3 separate regions of the Sus scrofa genome follow, and regions 1 and 2 are each linked to region 3. Evidence: chromatin contacts called from public Hi-C data. All regions are on one chromosome and are shown on one strand. The core of a region is the stretch at or near the end of the contact, and the rest is flanking DNA. Distances in the headings are between cores, read along the strand shown. Region 1 holds the start of RPP25L (ribonuclease P protein subunit p25-like protein). Region 2 holds the start of KIAA1161. Region 3 holds the start of NOL6 (nucleolar protein 6).

What was found. Hi-C and Micro-C count contacts between places; a contact is called where the count stands out from the background.
Region 1: a contact with region 3 is called in a Hi-C map of mesenteric adipose tissue, with 2.1 times the contacts expected there. The contact joins the promoter of RPP25L here to the promoter of NOL6 in region 3. A contact is called at or near these places in 1 of 5 promoter capture datasets (liver) and 5 of 47 Hi-C or Micro-C datasets (brain, embryonic fibroblasts, mesenteric adipose tissue and 2 more).
Region 2: a contact with region 3 is called in a Hi-C map of embryonic fibroblasts, with 4 times the contacts expected there. The contact joins the promoter of KIAA1161 here to the promoter of NOL6 in region 3. A contact is called at or near these places in 1 of 5 promoter capture datasets (fetal liver) and 1 of 47 Hi-C or Micro-C datasets (embryonic fibroblasts).

The regions. Positions count from the first base shown.
Region 1 is chr10:32,186,847-32,191,468 of Sscrofa11.1, reverse strand. RPP25L (ribonuclease P protein subunit p25-like protein) reads right to left here and starts at 2,287. Exons shown (of 2, transcript XM_003130658.4): 1 at 2,191-2,287; 2 at 40-1,416. The coding sequence starts at 1,382. The coding sequence ends at 891. It overlaps ARID3C (AT-rich interactive domain-containing protein 3C), which reads right to left. Exons shown (of 12, transcript XM_021064675.1): 12 at 4,230-4,539. It overlaps DCTN3 (dynactin subunit 3), which reads right to left. Exons shown (of 6, transcript XR_002336315.1): 6 at 4,230-4,539.
Region 2 is chr10:32,433,847-32,438,433 of Sscrofa11.1, reverse strand. KIAA1161 reads right to left here and starts at 2,085. Exons shown (of 2, transcript XM_021064686.1): 1 at 1,625-2,085. C10H9orf24 (spermatid-specific manchette-related protein 1) reads right to left here. Exons shown (of 6, transcript XM_021064685.1): 6 at 3,518-4,235. The coding sequence ends at 4,149.
Region 3 is chr10:33,019,395-33,023,942 of Sscrofa11.1, reverse strand. NOL6 (nucleolar protein 6) reads right to left here and starts at 1,908. Exons shown (of 26, transcript XM_003130678.4): 1 at 1,721-1,908; 2 at 57-260. The coding sequence starts at 1,774.

The DNA.
Region 1 (4,622 bases), core at 1,038-3,537, 830 kb after region 3:
AATGTGCTACAGGTGCAGCCCTAAAAAAGAGCAAAGAAATAAAAATAAAAACATTTTATTACTAGAAAAAGTTGAACCATCACCTCAGCCTTCAATGAGTTATAACAGTAACATTAAAGATCACTTATCATAGATCACTATAACAAACATAACAATGAAAAAGTTTGCAATGTGAGAATTACCAAAATGTGACAGAAACTCAAAGTGAGCAGATGCTGTTGGAAAAATGTCGCCAACAGACTTGCTCAATGCAGGCTTGCTACAAACCCTTACTTACTTTGTAGAAAACACAGTATTTGGGACGTGCAATAGAATGAAGTATATCAACATGCTACAGATGAGGAAAAATGTCTGTCCTGGTAGAGAGTCTTTAAACCAGCCTCAAACAGGCAGCAGTCAGCCACCCAGTGGTTTAGACACAGACAGGTTACCACTTGAGGCTTTTTAATCAACCCTAGATCCTTCCAGCACCAACCTGAGCCTACCCTTCCTGTCTCCCACCTGTGAGCTCCTGGGGGTCAAGGGCAAGGACTCCTCTTCCCCTAATCCCACCTCCACACAGCAGGCCGAGCAGAGGCTTATCAAATGGGCAGAACTTTTATTTCCTAACCCACTCCTCAGACCTCTGTCAGAAGGTAGATCAGAGTCACTGTAGGTGGAAGGCAGAATAAGCTCCTCTTAAGCAATCCAGAACTCAGCAGAGACCCCACACCTGTCACTCTTCATCACAGTCCCTTTCCACCAGCCAGAGGGAAGTTGAAGTAGGACAGGGAGGTCCACTTCTGTAACCTCAAGTCTAGATGGGGATGTTGAGCAGTTACAGGGCTTCTCAAAGAAGGCACAGCCATCCTAGACATTCAGGCCTGGAGAACAGCTTGCTTGGCAGGTCCTCAGAACCGGGTGTCTCGTGCCCTTCTTCGGGGTCGGGGGCCACAGCTGGAGCTGGGCATGGGGCCCAGGCCAGGGGGTGCCCCTGGGGGCTGATAGCCACACTCATTGGGGTCCAAGGGGTCCCGGCTGAGCAGTACCCACACCGCAGGCACATGACGGCGGACTGTGAGGGGATCTAGGCCAGTGTCAGGTGAGGTTGGCACCCAGCTGTCCTCTGTTTGCAGGAAGCGCAGCTTGGTGAGCTGGTGCAGGCCTGGTACCCGCCGTTTGACGATCTCGGCACAGCTGACAGCCTTGCCGGCAGCCCGGCCAGAACCTGAGAAGACCACATGCCGGGCGCTGCCACCCTCCAACCGCCCCAGCGCCAGTCCCAGCAGGTTGCGGATCTTGCTGCCATCTCGGACTCGCATCTCCAGGGTATCAGGAGGCAGCTGGGGCATTGGGGAAGGTGCTGGTAGTTCCACAGAGCCAGCTTTCCGGTAGTGCTCCATCTCGCTTGCTGCTGGGTCTCAATCTTGCTGCCCGCTGCAGGGAGGTGTCAGAGGAATGCTAGGCAAGGTGCCCCAGGCCATCCCCCACCCCACCCCCCATCCCTGGCTCCCTAGGACATGGCTGTGCTCCTCAACCCAGACTTCCCAGGAACAGGACCACATCCCCTCACCCCCAGAGCAGGGATGCCTGCCTCCCCCTGACAGGGGGCTGTATCCCCTTCCTCCGGACAGAGCCATAACCCTCCCCCGACCCCCGCAGTCCCAGAGACAGGACCAGATTCCCCACTGGCCGAGCCCCCTCATCCCAAGCTGCCCAGCACTGGTAACGAACTTCCTTCATCTGGGGCGCCTTGGGACAGGGCTGGGGCCCTCGGCCCAGGCTGCTTGAGAACAAGACTTTGTGCTCCTCTCCCTGGACTCTCCAAGGAGGGACGAGGACAAGGTTCCCTCACTTCGTGCTCCCGGAGGGCAGGGCCAAGCCTCTACACCCCAAGCTCCCCAAGGCAGACCCCTCTTCCAAAAGCTCCTCAAAGGCAGAAGTGACCCCCTCCCCAACTCCAGGACCTCCAGGACAGGGCCGAGCATCCCTCGCCCAAAGATCCCCTGGGTCGATTCCCCTAACCCAGGTCACTCAGTAAGTCGGGGATAGCGTGGAGGGCTGCTCGGGCTACTCCTGGCGGCCGGTCCGCGGCCGCCACCGCCCCGGGCTGCTCCCAGTGTCCAGGCGGGCGCAGCGGCCCAGCAGCCGGCCTCCCCTCTCCTGCCCCCGACTCCGGGCGCCCTCACCCCGCTGGGTTCTAGCTCTCACCACAGCAGCCACGCACTCTACCACTTCGCTCCTAGTCCAAAATGGCGCGGGACGGGGGCGCGCCGAGGCCGCGGGGCCGCGCACGCCGGACGGGGCGGGGCCTCAGGAGACAGGACCAGAGGCGACTCTGCCCACAAACTGAGAGCGGCCGCGACGGCAGCTTGTGGGTATGAGCCCAGCCGCGACGCGAGGGCCGGTGGCATGAGGGTATTAGGAGTCGTCTCCCGTCGGAAGGAAGTGAAGGATTTGACCTCTGTTGAACACAGTGCAGTAACAAAGGCAGAGCAGCGGGTTTCACTTCGGACGGGAGCAAGAGGGGGGCTGCTGCTGCGGGGACAAGAACTTTGGTCACAGAGTTCTGAGTCTAGACCTCATCTTGTGGACACTGGCGTATCACGGGGAGGTTTCATCAGGCGCAGGTCAAACCAGATCTTTTTGGCACAGCTCACTCTGGCCGCAGCGCAGAAGGGAGCGGGGACCGGCCGCATCCGCTGGTGACTCCCGGGGGCGTGTCCACATGGACCAGCGTATGATAGGGCTCAAATATTTGTTAAATTATTTGTTGAAAGAATGAACTAGAGAAATGGCAGAGTAATGGGGAGAAGTAGATTCATTTGGAAGATAACAGGAAGTAGGTTTGGCGACTGTTCCGACGGAGAAAGAGGGAAGAGTCTAGGATGACTCCCAGTATCAGACGAGCTCAATTCGAAATGCCAACGAGACCGCGCGGGTGGGGTGGAAGGCCGGCGGCGGATGAAAGGGGCCTGGAGGCACAGCAGTCCCTGAGACCACAAGGGGGCAGCAAACACTTGGTGGAGTGAAGTGCCACTGTTTCTCGGCTCCAACCTGCCCCTTCTCCTTTCCAACCACCCCCGCACCCAACTAAAATCCCCGTCTCCAAACCTCTTTTAGGCTCCCCTTCTCGGTATAGCACCAAGTAGGCTCCCCAGAAAAAAACTTAAAAGCTCCCCTCTGCCTTTGCACATGCTGCAACCTCGGCTCTCAAAGACCCTGTGTATCACCCTCCAGGGATGTCCCCCACTTTCCTTTTTCTTCTGTGCCACAAAGAACCCTGGTGCCACCTGGTCCCCTTCCCTTTTCCTTGACTGTCTCCCTAGCTAGGCTGTAAAGGGTAGGGATCAGGTGGACCCTATCTGTGTCCTTCCCACCTGGTTGGCATCTGACCTTTTTAATTTTTTTTTTTTTTTTTTTTTTTTTTCTTTTTAGGGCTACGCGTGGCATATGGAGATTCCCAGGCTAGGGGTCCAATCCAAGCTACAGCTTCTGGTCCACAGCCACAGCAACGCAAGATCTGAACCACATCTTCGACCTACACCACAGCTCTTGGCAGTGCCAGATCCTTAACCCACTGAGCGAGGCCAAGGATCAAACCTGCCACCTCCTGGTTACTAGTTGGATTCTCTCTCTCTCTTTTTCTTTTTCTTTTTTTTTTTTTTTTTTTTTTTTTTGGTCTTTTTAGGGCTGCACCTTTGGCATATGGAGGTTCCCAGGCTAGGGGTCTAATCAGAGCTGTAGCTGCTGGCCACAGCCACAGCCACAGCAATTCCAGATCCGAGCTGCATCGGCAAACTACACCACAGCTCATGGCAACACCAGATCCTTAACCCACTGAGCGAGGCCAGGGATCGAACCACAACCTCATGGTTCCTAGTCAGATTTGTTAACCACTGCACCACGACGGGAACTCCAAACAATGTCTCTCTCTTTTTATTTTTTTGGTCTTTTTGTCTTTTTAGGGTCTAGTCGGATTCACTTCTTAGGCGCCACAAGAGTAACTCTGGCATCTGACATTTAGCGTGTACTTGGTAAATGTGGGATAAATGGACACATAAACGAATGTCCACTCACATCAAGCAAATGAGAGCATTTGTCATGAGAGCTCTACATTTCCCAGAAAGCCAGACTAATGAGTATAGCTCTTGGTCCAAACTACTAGGAAGGCTGATGCCACTCTCTGGCCTCCACCACCCTTATCCCCACCACCACCCCCATCCTGGATCAGGAAGCTGGCACACTCCTTCAATGATCTCCACAGTTTATTGTCACTGGACTAGGACACTGATGAGGGGAGGGGCGCAAATAGCAAATCTCAAGTAGCAAGAGCCCCACCTAAGCCTGTCTAGGTAGGGTGTGAATCCAATAAATAGAGAGCTGCCTCTGCTCTGCCTGTTACAAGGGCAGGTTGTCCCAGGGCTTGAAGCCTGGTTGTCCTGATCCACCTGGGGTGGGCAGCAGCCATCATTCCTCGGCTGGCTTCACTTGCTTGGCAGCCTCTAGCTGGCAAAGTAGTTCATCCCACTGCACAAACTGCTTGGAGAGAAGCATTGTCTGATTGAAGGTCAAGGTGAGAACAGGAGTCTGAAAGAGGGAGTGGAGAGATTTTTGTACCTGTCGGAAGGGTGGAGGAGCAG
Region 2 (4,587 bases), core at 836-3,335, 590 kb after region 3:
TTTCTCATCCCACACAATTTAGCCTTCAAAACTCCCCCACCTCACTATGGACTCCCCTTCCTGTAGGTACAGGTTAGAAAAGCCCTCCTGGAAAATGCAGGCCTTTAGCTGACGCCCTTAAGCCAAGCAGAACCCAAAGAAGGTCTTAGATGGCCCAGGCCAGACCTGCTGTACATTTATATTCAATCTCTTCAAGACAACCAAGGCCCCATTCTGGGTACTAAGGAAAGAAGGGGAAAGGGTCCATATCTGAATAGGAAAGAGACTGGTCGTCCTCAAAACTTTCATATTAGGTCAGCCCATCTCATGACTCCTGGAGGCATGGAGGGGCCACTAAGGTGACCTCAAAAGCCTTTTCTAACACTTAGGTTCTGAGAATCTTTATTCACTAGGGTTCTAAGATTCTTTGATGAAGGACAGAAACCCGTAGACCTTTTACTGGTCTCCCTACTGCCACCACAGCGTCCAACCCTAACAATAATGCTGTACAGGAGGCAAAGCTGCAGTGCTCACTTTATAGATGAGTAAACAGTGGCCCAAACTTCAAACAAGAAAAAGGAACTTGTTTGAAGTCACCAAAGTAGCAAGGCTGCCTGAATCCAAAATCCAGGCTTGGAGTTCCCGTTGTGGCTCGTGGTTAACGAACCTGACTAGTATTCATGAGGACTAGTATCCCTGGCCTCGCTAAGTGGGTTAATGATCCAGTGTTGCCGTGAGCTGTGGTGTAGGTCGCAGATGCAGCTGAGATCCCAAGTTACTGTGGCTGTGGTGTAGGCCAGCAGCTTCAGCTCTGATTCGATATCTAGCCTGGGAAACTTCATATGCCACGGATGCGACCCTAAAAAGAAAAAGAAAAAGAAAAAAAAAAAAAAAAGACAAAATGGAGGCTTAACCCTCCATGGTATTAAGTTTTAGGAATGGAAGATAATGGTCTGACTGGCTATCTGAACACAGCAAAGGAGATCTGTGGCCAAGAGGGTGGGATAGGCTTCCATTAGGTGGGTGTGGGCATGGTGAGGCCTGTCTTCCCAAGGGCTGGTGCTGCTGCTTGCTTCAGGAAGGTTTCTGGTGGTGGGAAGTGGCAATTTTTGTGGCATCTGGTACAGGGGCTGTGGGGGAGGAACTGTGATTCCGGCGTTAACGGTGGAGCTAGAGACCCCTGTAATCCGCAGCCTCCGCCATCTGGACAAACTCCCGCTAATACTGGCAGGTGGGGTTTGCCCTAGCCAAGCCTCTGCCCACTAGACACTCAACCTCAGTCTTGGCTGACAGCCCCTAGCGGGGTCTGAAGGCGGGGGCGGCGGGGGGGGGCGGGGCAGCGGGCCCAGCCCAACTGACGGGAGGCCATTCCATGTCAAGCGGTTTGTCGAACACAAGATTCCGGGGGTAGGGTGGGATTGGAAATGTCAAAGGCAACTCGATCCGGCCCATCTCCCTGTCCTGCCCAGCGTCGGGATCCAGGGGATCGAGTGACCGAGTCTACAGCCTGGAATCCCCCACCCCCCACCTCCCGCGCTGCAGCTACAAGGTCCGAAGGGACAGACTGAGGTCAAGGGACCAGTGCCCGCTGGGAACCGCGGCCGGAGGAGGGGCCCAGGTGTCCAGGCTCGCCACACCTACTTACTCGTTTGTAGGAGCGAAAGTTCAGGAAATGTCCTCCCTCGGCAACCTCCCAAGGACTTCCCGCTAGGCTCATTCAAGGCAGTCGACTCCAGAAGTGAAGGTAAAGGGGAGGCTCCCGCCGAGCCCCTCCACGCTAGCTGAAGTTGAGTGGCAACAGCGCAGCGCGGGGCGCCGCCTCACTGAAGACAGCTGAGGCCCTCCTCGGGCCCCGCCCCCTGGCCGCTCGGCCACGCCCCGGTCTTTTGGTCTCGCCTAGAGTCGTGGAGTCCACCTGAGTCCGTGGAGCAAGACCATCCTCCCACAGTGTCACGAGGACTTGAGGCCACGCCCCTTAGCTTCCGTGCCTCCCCCTACACCCCCGCGCCACTCCTCCTCTGCTCTGTGCCCAACTCCGGGCAGCTTGGGCCCTCTGCCAGCCTGGAACCTCCCAAGCCCGCCTCCTCAGCCTTCAGAACCCCGCCCCCTCCCCCGCGGCCATTGCTTACCCTCAAGAGGGCGGCTCTCTGCCCCAGGCCTGCTGGGAAATGTAGTTCTGGAGAAAGGTGCAACTGTCGAACTTTATTATATAGAGTCCTCCAACCTCTGGGCTAAATTTGGGAATCGTCTGAGGAGGAGAGAGCTGCCGGGCAAAGGGGCGGAGCCGAACCCTTGGGATTTATTTTTCTCCAGATGTGAGCAGCTTGAGGTCGTCTGGGTATAACGCTTATTAGGTCTCCATAGGGGAAAAATTTCACCACATGGTGTTAGGGTAGCGAAATTCTGGGAGGATCTCAGTGGTTCAATGCAGGTTAGATCCAATCAAGGACCCCACAGAGGGAGCTTAGTTCCACCAGCTTGGAGGCCCAACCTGTACATTCCCACTAGACCAGACCACAGCATCTGAGATCAGGAACTGAGAAGACAAGCTTCTGCTCGGTATTTTGCAACGCCTTTCCCCATCCACTGCCCCCCACTCCCCTTGATGAAAGCCATTAGAAGTACCCATGCTGGAGTTCCCACTGTGGCTCAGTGGGTTAAGAATCTGACTAGTATCCATGAGGATGTGGGTTTGATTCTTTGTCTCCCTCAGTGGGTTAAAGGTAAAAGGATCTGCAGTTGCCCTGAGCTGTGCTCTAGGTCACAGATGCAGCTAGGATCTGGCTTTGCTGTGGCTGTGGTTGTGGCCAGCAGCTGCAGCTCTGATTTGACCCCTAGCCTGGGAACTTCCTGTGGCCCTAATGACAAAAAAAAAAAAAAAAAGAAAGAAAGAAAGAAAACCCATGCTACAAGGAAGTGGGCATGCCTCACCATACTTCTCCCTCCAGGGGGAACTGGGTGCAAACATACGGAAGATCCTAGAGATTTTGGAACACCCCACCCCTTCCTCCCAGGGCTTTGTTTTATAATTTGAAATTTCTTGGTCATGAAACCCTTCAAAATTGTTTGGACCCCTTGGACTTGGGTGGGCATGGCAGCAAGGGTATCTGAACAGAGACTTTTAGGCTGTGATGGAGGCTCTGGGAACAGAGATCAAGAACGTTGGGAATAGGGACATGGCTCTGACTGCAGAATGGAGGCATGGAGGTGAAGGGACATCTAAGCTTGGGGGATAGTGGGGAAATGTCAGCTGTAGGGCTCTCCTGGGGTTGAGAGGTAGATGGGCCCTCCCGCATGGCTAGTTTGGGCTCTGAGGTGGAAAGGAGGAGGACATGCCCCTCATAGGAATATTATGTGTCAGGAGGGCACTCCGGACCACCCAAGGGAAATATTGAGGTGATGAAATGGACAAGGCGACTTTGAGAACTGCATCGCAGTTGAGGGGGCTTGGCAGAGGCCTGAGTGACTGGCTCCTCACTGCCAGATCCTTCTGGGGAAGGACACTGGCGGCAGGCTTTAGGGTGAAGAATTTATTTATTGCTCAGCCCCCTTAGCCCGGCCAGTCTGGGGTCTACCAGCAGTGGTAGTCAGGATAGGTCTCAGACACAAACTCAGGGTGGACAACATAGTTGTTTCTCTGGGGGCCACCAGTCTTCTTGAAGTGACTTGTGTCCCATCTGTGGGGAGAGATGCGTCAGCTCTTTTGGACCCTCATACCTGCCTGGCAATTCTCAATGCTAACTCCTGCATTTTGCTCCACAATTCTCAATGCTAACCTTATTTCAGCATTTTGCTCCCAGCTCCCTAGGCTCCAACATTGACCTCTTAACTTTAGGTTCTACAGTTAAATTTTAGATTCCTGATACCCGCTCCCTAACAGACTTTTTACCCATTATTCCAAGCCCTGAACCTAATGTCCTGATCTCTTGACTTTAAGTACCATGGCCAGCCTGTAACCCCTCAATGCCATCTCCATGCCCTCTCATGGGGGGTCCTCATTTAGCAGCCAGTTCTGACTTCCCCATGGCACCACCGCCCCCTGGTGACACTTTCCAGTAGGTGCATCGCAGTGGATGGTTGCCACCCCAACTAGTCCCGGGATCCCCAGCAGCTCCAAGGTTACAGCTTCCTCGTACGTGCGCATTTGCCTGTGTGTACACCAGACTTACCTAAGGTTGGGACAAGGGTAGTATGACTGCGGGGGAGTTAAAACAGCACAATGCATTCCGGGCCGGTGCTCGCAAGGCGATACACTCCTGGGGGAGGAAGCGGTGGGCAGGAAGGGGTCGGGCCTTTTAATTTCCCTCTACGCCCCAATCCACACCAAGACTTCTGGTGTCAGTCCTACAGCTCAGACATCCTATTCTCCAGCCTCCTAACCCTTCAAGATCCCATCGAGGCATCACCTCTGGAAAGACACTTGGAAGTCCCTCTCCCCGTGAAGCCTCATTTCTGCCGCCCAAGCTGGGCCGCGGAGAATGCTGGACTCTGGCGAGGGTTGCGGATCAGTCATTGAAGATCTGGGAGCCCCTAGATCCTCGCCACAGGACAGCAATTACCCCAGCACTTAACCCAGCACAAGGCTTAGGCACTCTTTCCTCCATGTCT
Region 3 (4,548 bases), core at 659-3,158:
TTCAGCCTCAGAGGCTCAAGCCTGCCCCTCTAACCCATGCCCCAGCCACTCAGTACCTGTAATCGGAGCAAGCTGGAATGGAACAGACTTTCAGTCTCCCGAAGGCGATTCAGCTCCTCATTGGTAGGCTCCTTGTACAGTTCTGCCCGGCTGAGTTTCACTGGCTGCAGAAGACCCACTGGAGACCCAGCCACTGGACGCTTCTTTGAGGAATCCCTTTTCCCCTCCTTGACTGGGCCTTCGAGAGCTGACTCCATCATCTGTGGTCAGTGAGAGGGAGAAGCCAGGGTGAGATCATAGATACCTAGTACCCATGCCTGACAGGCCACCATGGTACAATGTGGGTAAAAGATGATGTGGGTAAAAACTTCATCTGCTCCTGGTCTCTCCTTTGAATAGAAGTTAGAATGTGTAAAACAGAATAATTTTCACTTAAAAGAATATAACTGGAGTTCCCATTGTGGTGCAGTGGAAACGAATCTGAATAGGAACCATGAGGTTGCAGGTTTGATCCCTGGCCTCGCTCAGTGGGTTAAGGATCCAGTGTTGCTGTGAGCTGTGGTGCAGGTCACAGTTGCAGCTCAGATCTGGTGTTGCTGTGGCTGTGGTGTAGGGCAGCAGCTATAGCTCTGATTAGACCCCTAGCCTGGGAAGCTCCATATGCTACGGGTGCAGCCCTTAAAAAAAAAAAAGAATATGACTGAGCTCTTGGGGAGTTCCCTGGTCATCTAGTGGTCAGGACTTAGCACTTTCACCACTGTGGCCTGGTTCAATCCCTGGTCTGGGAACTGAGATCCCATATCACATTGTGGCAGAAGAGGAAGGAGAAGAAGTTTACTGAGCTCTAGACCAAAAACTCCTTGAGTTGAGGGTTCCCCGTATACTTGACAGCACAAGCATGGAGCTCTGCTTGGAGCTGATAGGAGTGGTAGCTGGCTGTACCCTGCCCAATGCAATGCCTAAGCTCCTGTGCTTTCAAGTATAAGGAGCTGCTTCTGCTGCTGGGTTAGTCCTAGGACTTTGCAAATGCCATCTCCACTCTTACTCTATCTAAACCCTGCCAGGTCACACACACACACACCACGACAGCATGCAAGCCCTGACAACAACAGACTTCAGGATACATTAAGTGCTCAGTAATGGAAAGAGCCTACTGGTTTTGAAGGATATACAGTAAATCATCCAATTCTCACAACAATCCTAACTGAAAACGCTAGAACGAAGCCCCGAGAGCTTCCACAGTTGGTATGCCTATACTGTGAGAAGGCTTCAAACCCTGATCTGAGGGATCCTAAACCTTCTCCCCTACAGCGGGCCCCGCCCCCCTCCAGGTTCCCACACCCGGAAGAGCCTTACTGGAGCGCTCTAGGAGCGCCACCATGTGGGGAGCCCAGAACTAGATCCCACCCAGCATCAAGGAGGACCTGGTCAGGGAAATGATCCAAGCTGCGGAGTGGAGTGGAGTGGGGTGTGGTGGGGTGGGGGCTGGGGCCACTTCAATTTCAAGGTGTAGAGCTAGGGAAGAGAGAAGCTCAATAGGCTTTAGTGCTTCTATCCATCTCCCTTACCAAGCCCTGTCTCGGTACCCCGGGCTGGAAACATTGGGGGAATGGGGCTCCTCCAGAAGGTACCGCCCTAGTGCCCCTTGTTGGCGAGCTATCAGGCTCTGCCGTTCCCCCCTCCCCATGTTGCATTCCTTCCTCCCAGATGGTTCTCCCACCTCCGGCTCCTCAGCAGTTCCGCGATGCTGCGCTCCCGCAGGTGCGGGCCCCATCCTTCTGGTATCCTGCTGGCACTTTGGGTTTAAATTCCGCTTGCTCTACAACTTCTTCCCACGTTGGCAGAAATGCCCAAGCACGGGCAGAAATGCTGGCACGATTGTCAGCAAGCCTCGTGGCGCAGGACTCCGCCCAGCTCCAGAGCCATTGGGTGAGTGCCCATCGACTCGCTCGCCATTGGGCTCTGTCACTCTCCAAGACCGCCCACTATGGGGGAGGGGCCAAACAGGGTTCTCCGATTTCCGGCTTCTTTGCGACGCCAGACCGGAAGCCTGCCTGACGCTTGGCGCAGCTTCCTTTCCCTCACTTCCTGCACTTGGGTCTAAAGGGTAAGGGCGGGGCTGGTTTGAGTTTCTGTGGTGAGCGTTTGTTTATTTACCCCGGTGATTCCTCTTCTTTTTTCATTTACCATTTAACCTTTTTTTTTTTTTTTTTTTTTTTTTTTTTTTGTCTTTTTGCCTTTTCTAGGGCCGCTTCCCAGGCTAGGGATCTAATCGGAGCTGTAGCCTCCGGCCTATGCCAGAGCCACAGCAACGCGGGATCCGAGCCGCATCTGCGACCTACACCGCAACTCACGGCAACACCGGATTTTTAACCCACTAAGCGAGGCCAGGGATGGAACCCTTAACCTCATAGTTCCTAGTCGGATTCGTTAACCACTGAGCCAGGACGGGAACTCCCAGTTAACCAGTCTTATCTGTTCTACCGCTAAAATATACCTTGAATTTACTCACTCTTGTCTCTTTGTTTTTTAAAGAAATTTATTCTGGCCGTACCAGAAGTATGTGCAAGTTCCCAGGCCAGGGATGGAATCCCTGCCATAGCAGTTACTCCCAGTTGCTATAGTGAAAACGCCGGATGTTTAACCCGCTGAACCACAAGGGAACTCCTCTGTTTTTACTGCCAAGTTTAGTCCAGTTCGCACGTCTTGTGCCTGGTTTATTGTAATAGCTTTTCTCTATTACATTTTCCAAATTTGCTGAATATGATGACCATCCATATACTCTTCACCTACCCATCATAACCTAGTATTAATAAATGCCAAATTTGCTTTGTCTTTGTGTACTTATGTTTTACTATTTTGCAGAGCCATGCTGTACATTAGATACTTAGAAGTTTGTCCTCATTTACTGGAAGTTTGTACCCTTTAACCAACATCTCATTTCTTCCACCTTCCAGGCCCTGGCAACTACCAATCCAATTTCTCTTTTTATGGGTTTAGCTTTTTTGGTTATTTATGGCCACACCTGTGGCATATGGAAGTTCCCAGGCTAGAGGTCGAATGGGAGCCACAGCCACCAGCATAGACCACGGCCACAGCAACCTGGGATCTGAGCTGCATTTTCAGTTTAGGCCACAGCTTGCAGCAATGCTGGATCTTTAATTCAACCAGCGAGGCCAGAGATGGACCTCACAGACCAGTTCTTAACCTGCTGAGCCACAATGGAAACCCTGGGTTTAGTTTTTCTGAATTCCACATATGCAATACTACAATACTTGTATTTGTCTCTCTCTGACTTCTTTCACTTAGCATGATGCCCTCAATGTTCATCATGTTGTCACAAATGGCAGGACTTCCTTCTTTATAACTGTAGAGTGTTTTGATTGTTAAGGAAGCTTTCCTGGAAGAGATGGGACTTGTACTAAGTCTTGAAGCATGATTTGAGTTTGAGTTAGCCAAGAAGAGGAATAACCACAGTTGAAATTTAAGGAAGACCACAGAGGTGAGAGATCAGTCAACCACTCACTCCACATCTGATGACCCTTAAATGCCAGGCTCTGTGCTCAGTGTCAAGGATAAAGATAAATAAGACATGAGGATCACAAGTCAGAAACCTGGAATAATGCTCTTGCTTTAACATTTCATAGGCTGGTTCCTCTGTTTATTTAAACATAACCTCAAGTGGTTTCTTCTGACCCTGCCTTCATTTAAAATTGCAAATAGGAGTGCCCATTGTGGCTCAGTGGTAACAAACAACTAGTATCCATGAGGATGCAGGTTCAATCCCTGGCCTCACTCAGTGGGGTTAAGGATCTGGCATTGCCATGAGCTGTGATACAGTTGCAGATGAAGCGTGGATCTGGCATTGCTGTGGCTGTGGTGTAGGCCTGCAGCTGCAGCTCTATTCGACTCCTAGCCTAGGAGCTTCCACTTGCCACCAGTGTGGCCCAAAAAAGACAGAAGAAAAAAAAAGAAAGAAAGAAAAGGAGTTCCCGTCATGGCTCAGTGGTTAACGAATCTGACTAGGAACCATGAGTTTGTGGGTTCGATCCCTGGCCTCACTCAGTGGGTTAAGGATCCAGTGTTGGTGTGAGCCATGGTGTAGGTCGCAGACGCACCTTGGATCCTGTATTGCTGTGGCTCCATCGTAGGCTCTGATTTGACCCCTAGCCTGGGAATGTCCATGTGCCGCGGGTACGGCCCTAGAAAGATAGACAAAAAAAAAAAAAAAAGCAAATAAATAAAATTGCATCCACCCCAACAGTTTCAGTGGTAGCCCTCCCCAATCATCTTCATTAATACTCACCAAAACTTGCAACAATATTGTCTACTAATTACTTATTTTTGTGTGTTTCTGTCTCAACTAGCTAGGAACATAAACTCCATGAAGGCAGGAACTAATCATTTCCGTCTCATTCACTACTTTATTTTTCATCCTTTTTGGGTGGGGGAGTATGCCCACAGCATGTAGAAGTTCTCAGGCCAGGGATCAAACCTGTGCCACAGCAGTGACCCAAGCCACTGCAGTAATAATACCAGACCCTTAAA